Regions from separate parts of the Urocitellus parryii genome. Here region 1 is linked to region 2. The links are chromatin contacts, called in public Hi-C maps. All regions are on one chromosome and are shown on one strand. The core of a region is the stretch at or near the end of the contact, and the rest is flanking DNA. Distances in the headings are between cores, read along the strand shown.

Region 1 (7,391 bases), core at 295-2,794, 360 kb after region 2:
TTTAGCTTCCACATATGAAAGAACCACTCAACACTATGTTTGGAGTCTAACTTATTTCCCTTAGCATGATGGTTTCCATTTCCATCCATTTACCTGCTAATGCCACTATTTCATTCTTTATGTACACACAATTTTATACATTTTGAACTATGGATTTGACTAAGTCACATAGTAAATTAATTACATTTCTTTCACAAAGAAACATGCTTTAATTTATTTGGTAAAGAACTGGAAGAGAGATGAAAGAACAAAAAGTTGGAAAGGACCTGGATGGGAGAAACTGGCTGAGGGGAAACTGACTTTGACCAGACAGGAAAAAGGTCAGGTAGGCTTGGTGCACACCCTTCCACAGTGGCGTCATTGAGCATTCTCACTTTCCTGGGCTTGATCTGGTACATAGGAGTTCTGGATCTGTGGAGGGGGAAACAAATCTATCTAAACCATTGCTCAGCCACAGCCTGTGTTCATTATTTGAAACAATACTGGATGACCCACAATGTCAGCTCCCCTCTCCTACTCCTCCAAACCCCTCAGGTTTTCCCGTTTGACAGTTATTCCTTTTTTAAAATTTTCTTTCTCTTTTCTTTTCTTTCCCTCCCTCCCTCCCTTCCTTCTCTCTTTCTTACTTTCTTTTAGTTTTGATGGACACAGTACCTTTTATTAAATTTATTTTTACGTGGTGCTGAGGATGGAACCCAGTGCCTCATACGTGTGTGGCAAGTGCTCTGCCACCAAGCCACAATCCCAGCCCTTGACTGCTATTCTCGAACATGGTTTGAACAAACTGTCAAGCACGCCAAGAGGATTTAACCTAGTCATTACTTACAGATTTAATGTGAACAAAGACGTGGCATGAAACCCAACAGGTTTATTGTCTCCATAAAAGGATCGTTAAGGTCGAGTGTATTCCCGTGTTCAGTACTAAGTGTACAGCACTCACCGAGCCCTGGTCACTTTACTGGACAAGTCGAAGGCAAGGAAGGAAAAAAGGTTTACCAGCAGTAGCCAATGGTCAATTTGTTTAACCTCTCTACGCCTGGAAAACACTACCAGTCCACTTTGAGCCACTTGGATGCAGGTGCTCCTTCTTAAGGGCCAGGAAGTCCCGGTAGAGAGCGCACCTCTGGCACCTCACCAGCAGCGAGCAAAGTCCTTCCTGCAGCTCGCGGGGATCCGGGCGTCCAAGCGGGATCCCGGACGCAAAGACAGGAGCTTCCTCTTAAGGCCACAGTGTCTGGGGTGCTAAGGGGACAGCTACGAGCCGAGCGGGGTCCACCTAGGGCGCCCGGGATCGGGCTGCACCCGTAGGGGGTCTTGGGGGCCTCTGGCTCCAGCCCAAGTAGTGAGGGGCGAAGCGGGGAGGCCGACAGACGCGGGACACGCCTCGAGTGTGGGAGCCGACGCCAGGGTACGTAGCGACTGAGAGGCTGGGCGAACCTCGCAGGCCCGGAGCGGTGGGCGGTGAAGACCAAGAGTCCCGCCCGATCCAGCCGCTTCCGGCGCCCCCGGACACGCCCCTCGCCGGCTCTGCCACATCCTCTGGTGACGTCAGCTAGCGCCGCCATATTGGAAGGCCTCTGCCGCCGCCTCCGCTGGGGAGCTTGGGTTGTGTTGGGGCAGCGGCCGCTGGCAGGAAGGCGCTCATCTCCCGCCCTGCCGACGCCGGTCCCACCCGCTTCACCCCGACCCGTCTCCCCATGACTGCTCCCGGACCAGCTGCCGACCGACGTCGCCCTAGAACAGTGATTTAACACGGAAGCCCGGGTCGGGGGCCGCGGGGGAAGGAGGAGGAGGTGGAGGAGGAGGAGGGAGACCCGGTTGGTCCCGCGTCCCTCTCGGCCCGGCGCGGCTCCTTGGCCCGAGCCATGACCTCGCTGACCCAACGCAGCTCGGGCTTGGTGCAGCGGCGCACCGAGGCCTCCCGTAACGCCGCGGACAAGGAGCGGGCGGCGGGCGGCGGCAGCGGCAGCGGCGAGGACGACGCTCAGAGCCGCCGCGACGAGCAGGACGACGACGACAAGGGCGACTCCAAGGAAACGCGGCTGACCCTGATGGAGGAGGTGCTCCTGCTGGGCCTCAAGGACCGAGAGGTGCGGGCGCGGCGGGCAGGGCGGGGGCGGCGGCACGGGGCCCGGGCCCCAGGTGGGCTCCAGGTGGGCGCCGGCCTTGGGCCCGCGCACCTGCCCTCCTCGCTCCTGAGCCCGGAGGCCAGGAGCGCCCAGCTTGCCCCGAGGAGTGTTGAGTTGGCTCCCTCCTGCGCCGCCCGGTGCTTTCCAGATCCTCCTCGCACAGATTGCTTGGATTTTTCCTTCCCCCTTTCACAGTCTCTTTCCATTTCGACACTCGGCAGTCTGCGTTCGTTCCTCGCTTTTTCTCTGCCTGTTCAGCCTGGGTAGATCCTAGGTTGCATTTCCACCCTGGAGACTGCCCGCTAGACCGAACACCCAGGACCTCCAGCGCCCTGAACTCTTGGGTTTTGCGGGTTTTAGGACCTGGGAGGGATACAGATCCGCTTGTCGTGGGATTTGTATTTTCTTTTGAACAGATTAAGGTATACCATTTGGTGTTATGAAAAAATTCGGAGGAAAAAGTTATTTTTCCCATTAAAGTTGAAAGTCATAAGTTGTGATGAAATTTGGAAAACGACTTTCTAGATGATCTTGCTTTAGGTGAGAGTTTATCTTTAATATTGCTGTTAAATTTTATTAGTTGACTGTTATGAAGAAAATTTTGACGTTTTAAAGGAACGGCTTTTTTTCGTTAAAGTGCTTGAAATGCTAGGTTTGTAATTTGATGAAAGGTTTCAAAGATTTAGATAGGTTGTAGTTGCGATTGATATTTGTGTTCTGACTTTTGAAATATATCATTTTCATCCTAATATCCAGAATTATCACACACAGAAAAGTTGGGGAAAAAAACTACAGTGAACATCTTTATATATACTCACGTCTAGACTCTAATAGAACTATTTTGTTTTATTTGCTTTTCCACGTATACACCCAGCTACAAAACTGAATTTTAAAGAGATCTGTACATAAATACATGATTGTATATTCTATAAATGATGAGTTGTATGGCCCTAGGAGCTTTTTTACCTTAGTGTGGAAACTAGACAACATCTTTTGAGAGTCAGATGCAGAAGTTTGTTTTAAGTTAATTTTTCATTTGGGAAGGTGGGCAAAAGATTTCATCCCAATAAAACTTTCTTTTCCTAATGCCCCAGATTTTATCAGGCATAGATGAGTCTTTTTATGGACTGTTTGTAATTTAGTAATCTAATGCATTAAGTTTTACCTTGATAGAAATGTCTAGGGTGTCTGCAATATCTTGATTTCTCAGATCTTAATAACAGCCACTTTGAAAAAAGTTGATGTCTCTTTGACTGTAAAAGGGACCCCAGTGTCTGTTTTGCCGAGTTGTGATGATAAAAGTAGGCCATATGTGAATTTCCTTTTTTGTGAGGATGAATAAACAAAGTAGATATTAATGTCCAGAAATGTGGTTTAGAAAGTATTCAACTTGACCTTTTTTAGGTTTCAGAGTTTGGAATCTTGTTAGTAAACTATTAAATATTTTTATTTAAGCCCCCCCCCCAATTTTAGAAAATATCAAAAAAGCAGAATGAAGAAAGCAAGCATTTCTGGTTAATAATTTAGTTTTTGATATTTCTGTTTGAATAAAACTGTGTAAAACTAAATTATAAAGAAATGCTAAAACAAAAAGTAGCTTTAGGTGTTGAGTCACTAATGTGAGGAAGTACCTCTTCTTTTTTTCCCCCCAAATATGTATTAACTCTTCGTGTTTAAAGCTATTACCATTGCTGTTTTCTGTGATTAGGCCTCAAGAACATAATTAAAGAATTTGTTGATGTTTAATGATACTTACACTATTTAGACAATTTGAAGTTCTTTGGAAGGTAATTGAAACCATCTGATATGTTTGTTACTAGTCACTATATTTTGCAAGTCATGGACAAGGTCCACAATAGCTAATTATTCTTGCTGATTTCAACAACCACATAGGCCTCCCCTCCCCTGCTTTTTTGTAGGCAGGTCTGAGGAGTTGTGATCTGGGGTTTTGCATTTGTCTTAGATTTTGGTTTTAGAGATTAACCTCTCTATTTTTTTCTTTCATCACATACTCACATAGTAATTACCTGTACTGTGAACTCATCCATTCATGTTTTCCTGCTTGGTAAGTTTCCCCTCTCCCATGTCTTATATCACCCTTTTTAGGGGGCAGGAATTGCTTTTTTACCCCAAACGTAGGCATTTATGCTTATTAATATTAGATTTCAACTTACCAAATTTGTTATTAATAAATTCTAAACTGTAGTAATATGGATTAGTAAATGCACTGTTTATTTTAACTTAATCACTTTTGTAATATCAGTACTTTAAAGATATTTGAAAGCTAAACTTTAGGCAAGTCGTTATTGTTGGGCATGTTTTACATATATGTATATATACATACATATGTGCATATATTATAGCCTTATTTTAAATTAAAATCATTTAAATAAATTTCTTAATAATGAAATTTTACTCTGATTAAAAAACCCAGGTTTATTAATTACATATTTTGGCTCTTTAAAAATGTTGGATGACAATAAACCTGCAGAAAAATGCAAATAAACATAAATTTTTACAAACTGAATCCTGTTAAATCGGTATGTAGGGCAAGAAATAGTTTATGACCAACTCTCCAGAAACCTCACTTGAATTTTTTTCCAGTCACTATCTTTTCCTTGAGAATAACCACTTGCTTAACTTTAAAATTCAGGATAAACTTAATTTTGCCTGGTTTTTGTACTTTTATTTGTGTCTGGCTTTTGTTCTTCATTGGTCAGTCCATGTTGTGTGAAATTGTCGTTTGTTTATTTTTATTGTCATACCAATTTGCTTATTTTTTAAATATCTCACAAATTACATTATTTCATTCAATTTAAAATATTAAAAAATTGTTTTGGAATTCCTCTTTGACCTATGGGTTATTAGGAAAATATTTTTTAGTTTTCAAATATTTATTGCTAAATATTTTTAATTTTTTGTAGTTGTAAATGGACAGAATGCCTTTATTTTATGTTTTTGTGGTGCTAAGGATTGAACCCAGGTGCCTTACACATGCGAGGCAAGTGCTCTGCCACTGAGCTACAGCCCCAGCCCTTTATCACTAAATATTATTGCTGAAAATCTTGTTATTTTCTTTTTTAAAAATTTATTTATTTGTTCTAATTAGTTATACATGGAAGTGGGATGCATTTTGATTCACAGTACACAAATGGAGCACAATTTTTCATTTCTCTGGTTGTACACGAAGGAGAGTCACATCATTCATGGTACATGTATGATGATACATGTACCTAGGGTAATACCAATTTACTTTTAACACAATCTACAATATTTTAAAGATTACTTTGATATTCTGAGTCAAATCTCTTCTTTCCTTTTACTGAACAGTAGGTTCAGTTTGCCAATAAGCAGATGGTCTGGCTTCACAATGCCTATTAGGGGTGAGATTGATTTTTTTTTTTTTTTTTTTTAAAGTGCACATTTCAGATTTTTTTACCAGTGATTTTCCTTCCCAGCTTTTATAAAACACAGATGCCTAGGCCCCTTAGGGGATTCTGCTCTCACTCTGGGTAAAGGATCAGTGGCATAGGTAACTTCAATGGCATTTCAAGGATTGCAGATAGGTTTAGGTTTACACTTGAATTCACCTTCCAATTAATTTGCTAATTTCTGTTATCCCTGCCCTTCCCTCCTTGTATTTGAGAGGGAGGGAGAGCAAAAGTGGTAGGTGTTTTTCTTTTTCTTTCCCCATTTATTTATTTTTTGGTGTGCTAGATATGAAAGTCAGGGCCTTACACATGCCAGGCAAGTTCTACCATGGAGCCACATCCCCAGGCTACCCCCTCCCATTTTATTTTAATTTGAATTCATTTTTATTACCAGGGATTGAGCCCAGAGACAGTTAACCACTGAGCCACATCTCCAACCTTTTAATTTTCATTTATTTACTTATTTTTGGTACCAGGAGTTGAACCCAGGTGTACTTTGCCACTGAGTCATATTCCCAGCCCTTTTTTATTTTTTGAGACAGGATCTCAGAAAGTTGCTGAGGGCCTCACTAAGTTGCTCTGGCTGGCTTTGAGCTAGTGATCCTTATTTCTTTTTTCCCTATAGATGCCTCCAATAGAGCATTTTCATTTTATTGATAATTACCTGTACTAATAGGTTATTTTCATATAATGTGTGTGTGCCTGTTGAAACAACCCAACCCATGCTGTACTACTGAGTACATCCCCAGCCCCTCAGGTTACTTTTGAATAACTTTAGTGGCAAATCTTAGCTTTTTTTTTTTTTTTTTGTGGTCCTGGGGACACTGAATAATACAACTGCATTTAAAACCCAGTGCCTTGTACATGTGAGGCAAGCACTAAATCTTAGTGTTTTAAGGTTGGATTTGATTATTTTAATCTGCCAGTTACAAAGTTTGCCTATGGAATAGAGAAGTGAAGAGAAGCATAGTTGTGGTCCAAATGTATTATTTGCTTTACATATTGAAGTTCTCTGAGCTTTGGAATTCTCATGTAAAATGGTTTTGATTGTAGTGTTGTGGACATTTGTTTAATTTTCCACCACGTCTTCCTGGTTCTGTCATTGAGAGTTCCCCATTGTGTGTAACTCTGTGGTGGCCTCTTGAATCATCTTCTCCTAATCTTTTATGCTGCAGCCAGAATTGTCTAGTCAAGATGTTTTTTCCTTAGGTATTGGGTCTGGAAAGAGCAACAGTTCTTTGGAGATTTTTTTCAAAGTAGTGTCCATGTATGAATCAAACTCTTCTTTGACTTTTTTTTTTGAGCTTCTTTCTAGTTCATTGGTGCTGTCTTTTTCTAGAGTGATTTTTATTTTGTAAGTTCCAACACCTTCAGTAAAGTTTTTTTTTTTTTTAGAGGTTGTATTTCTAATGTTTGTAGACAGTTTCAGTACAACTGAATTTAAAAAAATAAGTAGATGCTTGAGCTGAATAATAATTAAATTTAAAATTCAGTTATTTGAATTTAACTGACTGACTTGTGGTTTTTACACTGGCTCCAAAAATGGGGAAAAATTTTCCATGGTCACTACTTTGAAATATAGTACTTGTCAAGATGTATAACTTTTTAAAAAATTCTTTCCATGTTTGCAGTTGATGTATGCCATTTGTATGTGACAGATTTGTAAATGAGAAATACATTCAACAAATATTCAGAATTTCATGTTGTCGAAGATTTTTAGTAATTCGAAAGTTTAATAAAGCCTTCTGAGATGTCTATCTGTCCTCTCATGCCTGTGCTGATGCGCATGTTTTAGGTTTCTCTTTTCAAAGCTGGAAAGACTGCAACCTGT
Region 2 (6,800 bases), core at 2,157-4,656:
ACTTCAAGGATCCAACTTCTCTAAGATTCTCCCATAAGCTCTCCCTTTTCTCTTAGCTAGTACTGCTTGGGGAACGGGGCATGAGGGGCCCGCTGCTAAATAAAGCATAAAATCTTGGAAACCACAGATCTACAAAAGCTAATTACTTATTTTCACAAAGGAAATATAGTAATTAGGAAGAAAGCCATCAACTAATTCCATTTCTAGGATATGAATGTTTATTCATATATGTAAACTTCTATAAGAATAGGTCTGTGTGGAAGGAAGTCTTGACCGCAGCAAGTGAGATGCTCCGTTATGCTCCATTGAGACGCTCAGTTAAGTGGAATGCAGAGTTTACAGAGCAGTTGTCATCTAATGCAGAAAAAGCCCATTCTGTGAAAATGGGTTGATTCACCACATCAGCTTTGCTGGAAGATAATTAAACTAAAAGGAAGGAATCAGAGCAAATAATATTCAAACTTAAAACGTAGCAAGCCCAAAATTCAGTAATACTTGTGGGCAAATAAACACAGATGACTGAGAATGCTGGCATTTAAAAATTCTGCTAATTCGGCAATTACTACAAATAATATCTACAGATTAGTCACATTTCTGAATAACAGCAAGTAGTATCTTTGGCCTAATTAGAATTCTATTCCCCTAGAGTCAGTCTATGGAAATTATTCTTCGATGCTAAGGTTTCTAAAGGTTCTCAATAAAGATTTTGTTAAGTAGAATGTAGGTCTAAATCTGTACCTTCAAGTCAGCAGGTATGGATGTACAAAAAAGCATACTAAGTACTTTTAGTCAAATGATCCAAAGGTCATTCTGCATTTTCAGAAACTCAGATTTTCATGTTAGTACTGGGTTATGCCTTTTACTATCTCTTGGAAATAGATGTGGGCAATATTGCTAAATCAAGCATTACAAAAATGACCTGATGCAGTAACAGTCACCTTTTTCTCAACTTCACTGTCAGAATCACTTCCCGATGAGCTTGAAGAAACAAGTTCCTTTGATTTAGGCATTCTGAAAAAAAAATGCATTATGTAAATAAGTTACAAATAGCTCTACCACCTTCAAAAAAGAACAAGTTTCTTGGTTCATTCTATCATCTTATGGCACTAAAGTTGCTATATTGAACACAAAGGTTCATTAACAAGGGTTAACCTACATTCTTGACAAGCAGAGTGAAACGTTCTGAGCCTAGTTATGAGAAAGAACTAAATTCACCTTTTATCTTGTTCAAAGTCAATGGATCTTTTCAATGCTTCATTATAGAAGGATCATAAGTTTATGGAAGGGTAGAGTCAAGAAAGCAGCTTACAATTACTGTTAAAACCAGAAGAAATGTAGATAATTCTATTTAGTACTACTGTATACTTCTCACTAGATATCAGACTAGAGATCACTGAAAATGGACCTCAACATAACACAACACAGGAATCAGCTGTACTATACAAATGTGATATCTAATTAATTTTGCCATTAGAATCATATCTTTTACCTATTCTGTATGTTAATTTTAAATTTTTGGCAACACTATCAGAATAACAGGTACTAATTCAGAGTTCACAAAGTTATCCATAATTCGACTTTACCCTCATTTTTCTACTTGGAAATAAATTTGAACAATATGTATCTGTGAAAGGCAAAACCCCCTACAGATAATCTAGTGCTTTGCTTATAAATGGATGTTTACTTAGTGTCTAAGCATAAAGCAGAGAGCAGAGGCTTTTGCCTAAATCTCAAATCTCCTGGAATTCCAAGGCATGTGGGTACCTCTTTTAAGGAACTTTTATAACCAGGTGTTAAAATGCTAATTATCAAATTGCCTTTAGCTCCCTCCAGGTCTGAAGAGTCTAGGTCCTTATTAAATTTTTGTATGCCCTAAAGGGCCTAATAAACACAACACACTCTGTAAATATTGAATATAGGGGGGGAAAGACTTGAATTTTTCCTCAAAAAAATTCATAATCTAGCTCTGTATATTAAAATTGCATTGGCACTGGCATTGACTGTTTCACAATAGGAGGTCAAGGTTGAAAAAAAAATGGGCCATCTCAATCCTGACGAAATTCAAAAAAGCTCAAATCGTGCCCAACCCGACCATGCAGATTTTAATAAGTAATTTCTTAAAAATGAGAAAAGCAAATTCAGAGGGAAACAGCATCATTCATAACCAAGTTTCATATGGTTTTCCTGTTGTTGCTCCATTTTACAACCTAATCTCCAAAATCAATTTAACTCAGTTTTCTATGCTCGCTAATACAGCTGCCCCCTCCCCCCCCCCAAAAAAAAAAACCTTTCTAAGATGCAATTGAATATAATCTATTTTTCACTTGCAATCAATCAACCATAACTATCGTCTATTAGCCAAAGCTGCCTGGGACCTAACACCATTTCAAAGAACCACCTCTTATTTAACTCAAATTAAGTCCATTCAAGAAGAAAGCAAGGGAGGGTGGCTAAAGCCAGCCTCTAAACTTTTGACAAAATATATCGTTACTTAAGCTTAATGAGGTTTTACTGTTCCAAAGGATGGGGCGAGCGCATAATTCTGGCAAATGGTAAGTGAAGAAACTATTGTAGAATTATGTACAAGACGCAAACAAAAAAAATCTTCAGCCTTTGCTAACCGCGTGGAGGAGGATTAGAGAAAACGTGGTTAAGACAAACTAGGACTGACGGGCACAGGATTGCGTACAAAGGTGCCAAGAACAGAGACAGAGAAGGGGGTCGCGCGCTGCCAGGAAGCTACTAGAACCAAGGGGCTGGAAACGGCTGGGGCGAGGGGAGGCAGGTCGGTCGGAGGGGGCGTGCGAGGCGGCGAAGTGCCGAGGAGACGGTGTGGGAAGGGGAGGGACTTGCACCAAGCGCCATTTTCTCCTCTCGCTGCGTTCCGCCGCCCCGCAAGCCAGCCATCTTCCCCCACAGCCCCCTCCCCACCGCGTCCGCTCTCACCCTTCCCCACAGCGCCCCGCTCCCTTAGCGGCCAGGGTGAGGGCCGAGGGAGGCCTTGGCGGGGGCAGGCCTCACACGCGCCCCGGCCGTCGCCCCATTGTCCCGGGGTCGCCCGGTCCCCTACCCGCGGCTCCTCGCCCCCGCCCAACCGCATCCCGCCGCCCGGGAGAGCCCTGTCCGCAGCCTGGCCTCGGTACCCCAAGACGGGCGTCTGGCACAGAAGGCCCAAGTGCGCGAGGCGCCCTGTCGGGCACAGAAGAGGGGATTCGGGAACGCCAAGGAAGGAACAGGCAGGTCAAGCATAACCGACATTTCCTGCGGCCATCGCCCAGAAAGCCACGGGGGTACCGGCGACTGGGTGGAGGCGGGGCCCGCATACTCACGCTCCGCTTCTGCAGTCGACAGCCTTCTGCTCGCTGGCTCGCGACTGACAGAGAACCGGAAGTGACGGCAGACTAGAGAGGCAGGCCCCGCCCCGTTGGAACTTGCACACGTGATGGGGCGTGGCCTCCCCGCCGAAACCGACACCTAGACCCTTTCCAGGGCCTTAAAGGGGCCTCTCCTCGTTCTGGGGGGTTGCCGCTGAAGTGAAGTGCCTTAAAGATTGAACCTAACCTGAGAAGGAATGAGGGTGCGAATGAAACATGAAATGACAAGCATTGAACTTTGCACTGGTTCAATAAATGTTTATTCTATTGAAACGAAAAGACCGTACTAAAAAAGAAAGCATGCTGGCCCATTTTCCCAGAAATTTGCCTCTTCATATTCCATTCACCCTCAGTATCTAACTATGGCTGCTAAAATCCAAAGGAAGGAAGCCACAGCCCCAGCATTTAATTCCACAAAGTGTAAGAAATCTTAGCAGAACTTATTAGACACACAGCCCTTAGGCCTAAATTCTAGTCATGAAGGTGTAAGGTACTTCACAGTAGGCAAAAAAAAAAAAAAAAAAAAAAAAAAAAAATCCATTCTATAAGCAGAATAAGCTATTATAACATGTTTGGTAAAGGTTTACTACAACCAAGGATCAATATATTTATTCAACAAAGATTTTGCCAGTACCCACCATGTGCCACACACTGTATGAGGTGCTGTATATATATTGCTCATCCTAATGAGCTTTTTCCAAAATAGGAATGATTATTCTCTCCATCTTATAGATGAGGAAACCAAGGGTCAACATGGTTAAATTAACTAGTTAATTAAGGATTCAAACTTTGCACTAACTCATATTGCTACTTACTAAAGGAGAATGGAAAACCTCTATCCCATTTCCTATTACTTTAAAAAAAAAATGAAACACTGATTGTATAATTCCTTATGTATGAAGTTCCAAATATAGGCCAAAATAATCTATGTACCGACCTCCAGGTCAGGTTGCCCTGGAGAAGGTCATTAAGGACAAGTATAAAGAAAACTGCTGTGATGCTGAAATATCTGGGTACTGCTTACACATGTGTTTACAGTTGTAAACTTTATAGTAGGTAAGATATACTTCAATAAGATAGTTAAAAAGTAAAGTGAAAAATTAAAATTATAAAAAGATGAACTGCACCCAGTAACCACAGTTTCAGCTTGGTAGCTTGGGAGCCTGGAATTTGCACACCCAAAGGCAGTTAGGGAAACTCCTGCATGGACACTATGGTCAGATGACCAAAGTTTCCTAGGGATCAATAGTGCCTCAGGGCTTTGTGTCAAGGCCCACTTCTCAGGATATCTGGTCAGAGAAGGCTCACATACTGGGTTAACTAGAGGATTATCAGGCTGCCTGGGCCCTGGAAGCCATGAATATGGTTCTCCCTGGAAAGCTGGGTGCTGGCTGAAGAAGGGACAGGGTTCAGAGCCAGTCATAACTTCCCTTCCCTCTCCTCCAAGTTAGAGCTATAACTCCCTTTAATCCAGTACAGGGAACTGCTCAAAGTCCATTCGCAGCTCATTCACTCATTCAGTATGAGTGAATATAATCTCAGTTGAAGTCTCTGTACATGTTTGGAGTATGCATTAGGAGTAAAAAAAAATAAAATCTGTTTTTCTAAATTCAACCCCAGTGGGTTCCAAGCAACTCTACTTTGAGATCCACTTGCATTCATTGCATGCATAGGAGAGAGTGCCAACCTTCCTTTTTGGCACAGCCTTGGAATTGTGCAGACTCAAAGCTGTCACCAAAAATAAATTTCTGGGCCTCAAAGAGCAGCAGAAGAGGAGGCATGCTCAGGAGGCAAAGGAAGCCTAAGTCCCCAGTAGAGCAGCACATATTAAGGACTGTGCCCAATCGTGACTACCAAGCCCTAGGTTAGTCACATTCCCTGCAGTAGGAGATCTAAGAGGTGTATTCGGATGGCTGCCACACCAAACATAGTGATGCAGAATCCCAAAGTATGAAGAAGGTCAACAGAGAATCTGTAAGGGATTTGGCAAAGTAAAAGATTCTATAGAGGGGGCTGGGGATGTGGCTCAAGCGATAGCGCGCTCGCCTGGCATGCGCGGGGTGCTGGGTTCAATCCTCAGCATCACATAAAAAAATAAAATAAAGATGTTATGTCCACCGAAACTAAAAAATAAATATTGAAAAAAAAATTCTCTCTCTCTCTCTCTCTCTCTCAAAAAAAAAAAAAAAAAAAGATTCTATACAAGGCTGGGTTGTAGCTCAGTGTTAAAAGTACTTGCCTAGCACATGTGAGGCACACTGGGTTCAATCCTCAGCACCACACAAAAATAAATAAATATTTAATAAAGGTATTTAAAAAAAAAAAAAAAAAAAAGATCCTACAGAAGCCAAGAACTGCAGACCAGAAGTCAGAGGAGAGTCAGTGGGTTTTTTAAAAAATGGGAGTGTTTGAGTCTACAGATGAAGGAATTACCCCAGTTCCTGGGTCCCCAACTATCCCCACCTTTCACCCCAGAAAAGGGCTATATATTCTCTGGAAAAAAATGGAGAGGCAGAAATGAAATGTGTGGAGGGGGTGTGAAGTAGAGAACACAGGAGATTGAGTTGAAGTCTGATCATTAAATGTGAAAGCACACCTCCCCAAACTCTTCTAACACTGCTTGACTTTTTTTTAAATATATTTTTCAGTTGTTGATAGACCTTTATTTTATTTATCTTTATGTGGTATCAAACCTAGTGCCTCACACATGTTAGGCAAGTGCTCTACCACGGTGCTACAGCCCCAGCCCACTGCTAGATTTTTTACAAGATCATATACAAACAAAAATACAAACTGATTCTTTTAAGTATATTTTGCAAAACTTAATCTAAGGAAATAAAAGAAACCACAAACATAAACACTAGTACTGCTCACAGTCTGAGGACCCCACAAACCTCCACGCCTATCTTAAAAATAAATAAATAAATAAACAAATAAATAAATAAATAAAAATCATGTTTTATATTCACGGTAAACTTAGTGCACTTAATATGGCATCTCCGGCATCTCCATCCTTTCTCCTCCTGTGCTGGTGATCCAACCCAGGGCCTTCTCCCTTTAACAAGCATTTTTATTCAGGTCTCTGTCTCTGAGGGAACTGGGCAGTGTGCCTGCTGTAAGTTTGGGTTTCAGTTCTCCGAGTTGGAGGTGAGGAGTTGTTAAGGAAGTATGCATTTTTAGAAGCAGGGAGGCCTGATGCTTTGCATGCAAATTTAGTTACCTCAGTTTTCTTGGGTGTGATACTTTGTGAAACTACTAGCAAACCCTTGATCCTAAATGATGTCTATTAAACAAAAATACAGAAAATTCAAAAAAATAAAAATAAAAATAATTTCTTAGACTTAGGTAAAAAGAAGAAGAAATTAAAAAAAAATAGAGCTGTGGTAACTGGAAAAAAGTTACTGGAAGTGAGGCCTAATTCACATG

Evidence for each region. A called contact is a pair of places that touch in the nucleus more often than the background predicts.
Region 1: a Hi-C map of muscle shows a contact between it and region 2, with 5 times the contacts expected there. The contact joins the promoter of Golph3 here to the promoter of Sub1 in region 2. A contact is called at or near these places in 2 of 2 Hi-C or Micro-C datasets (liver and muscle).

The regions. Positions count from the first base shown.
Region 1 is chr1:23,702,389-23,709,779 of mUroPar1.hap1, forward strand. Golph3 (golgi phosphoprotein 3) reads left to right here and starts at 1,545. Exons shown (of 4, transcript XM_026390125.2): 1 at 1,545-2,090. The coding sequence starts at 1,866.
Region 2 is chr1:23,337,259-23,344,058 of mUroPar1.hap1, forward strand. Sub1 (SUB1 regulator of transcription) reads right to left here and starts at 3,407. Exons shown (of 5, transcript XM_077795555.1): 1 at 3,330-3,407; 2 at 939-1,011. The coding sequence starts at 1,010.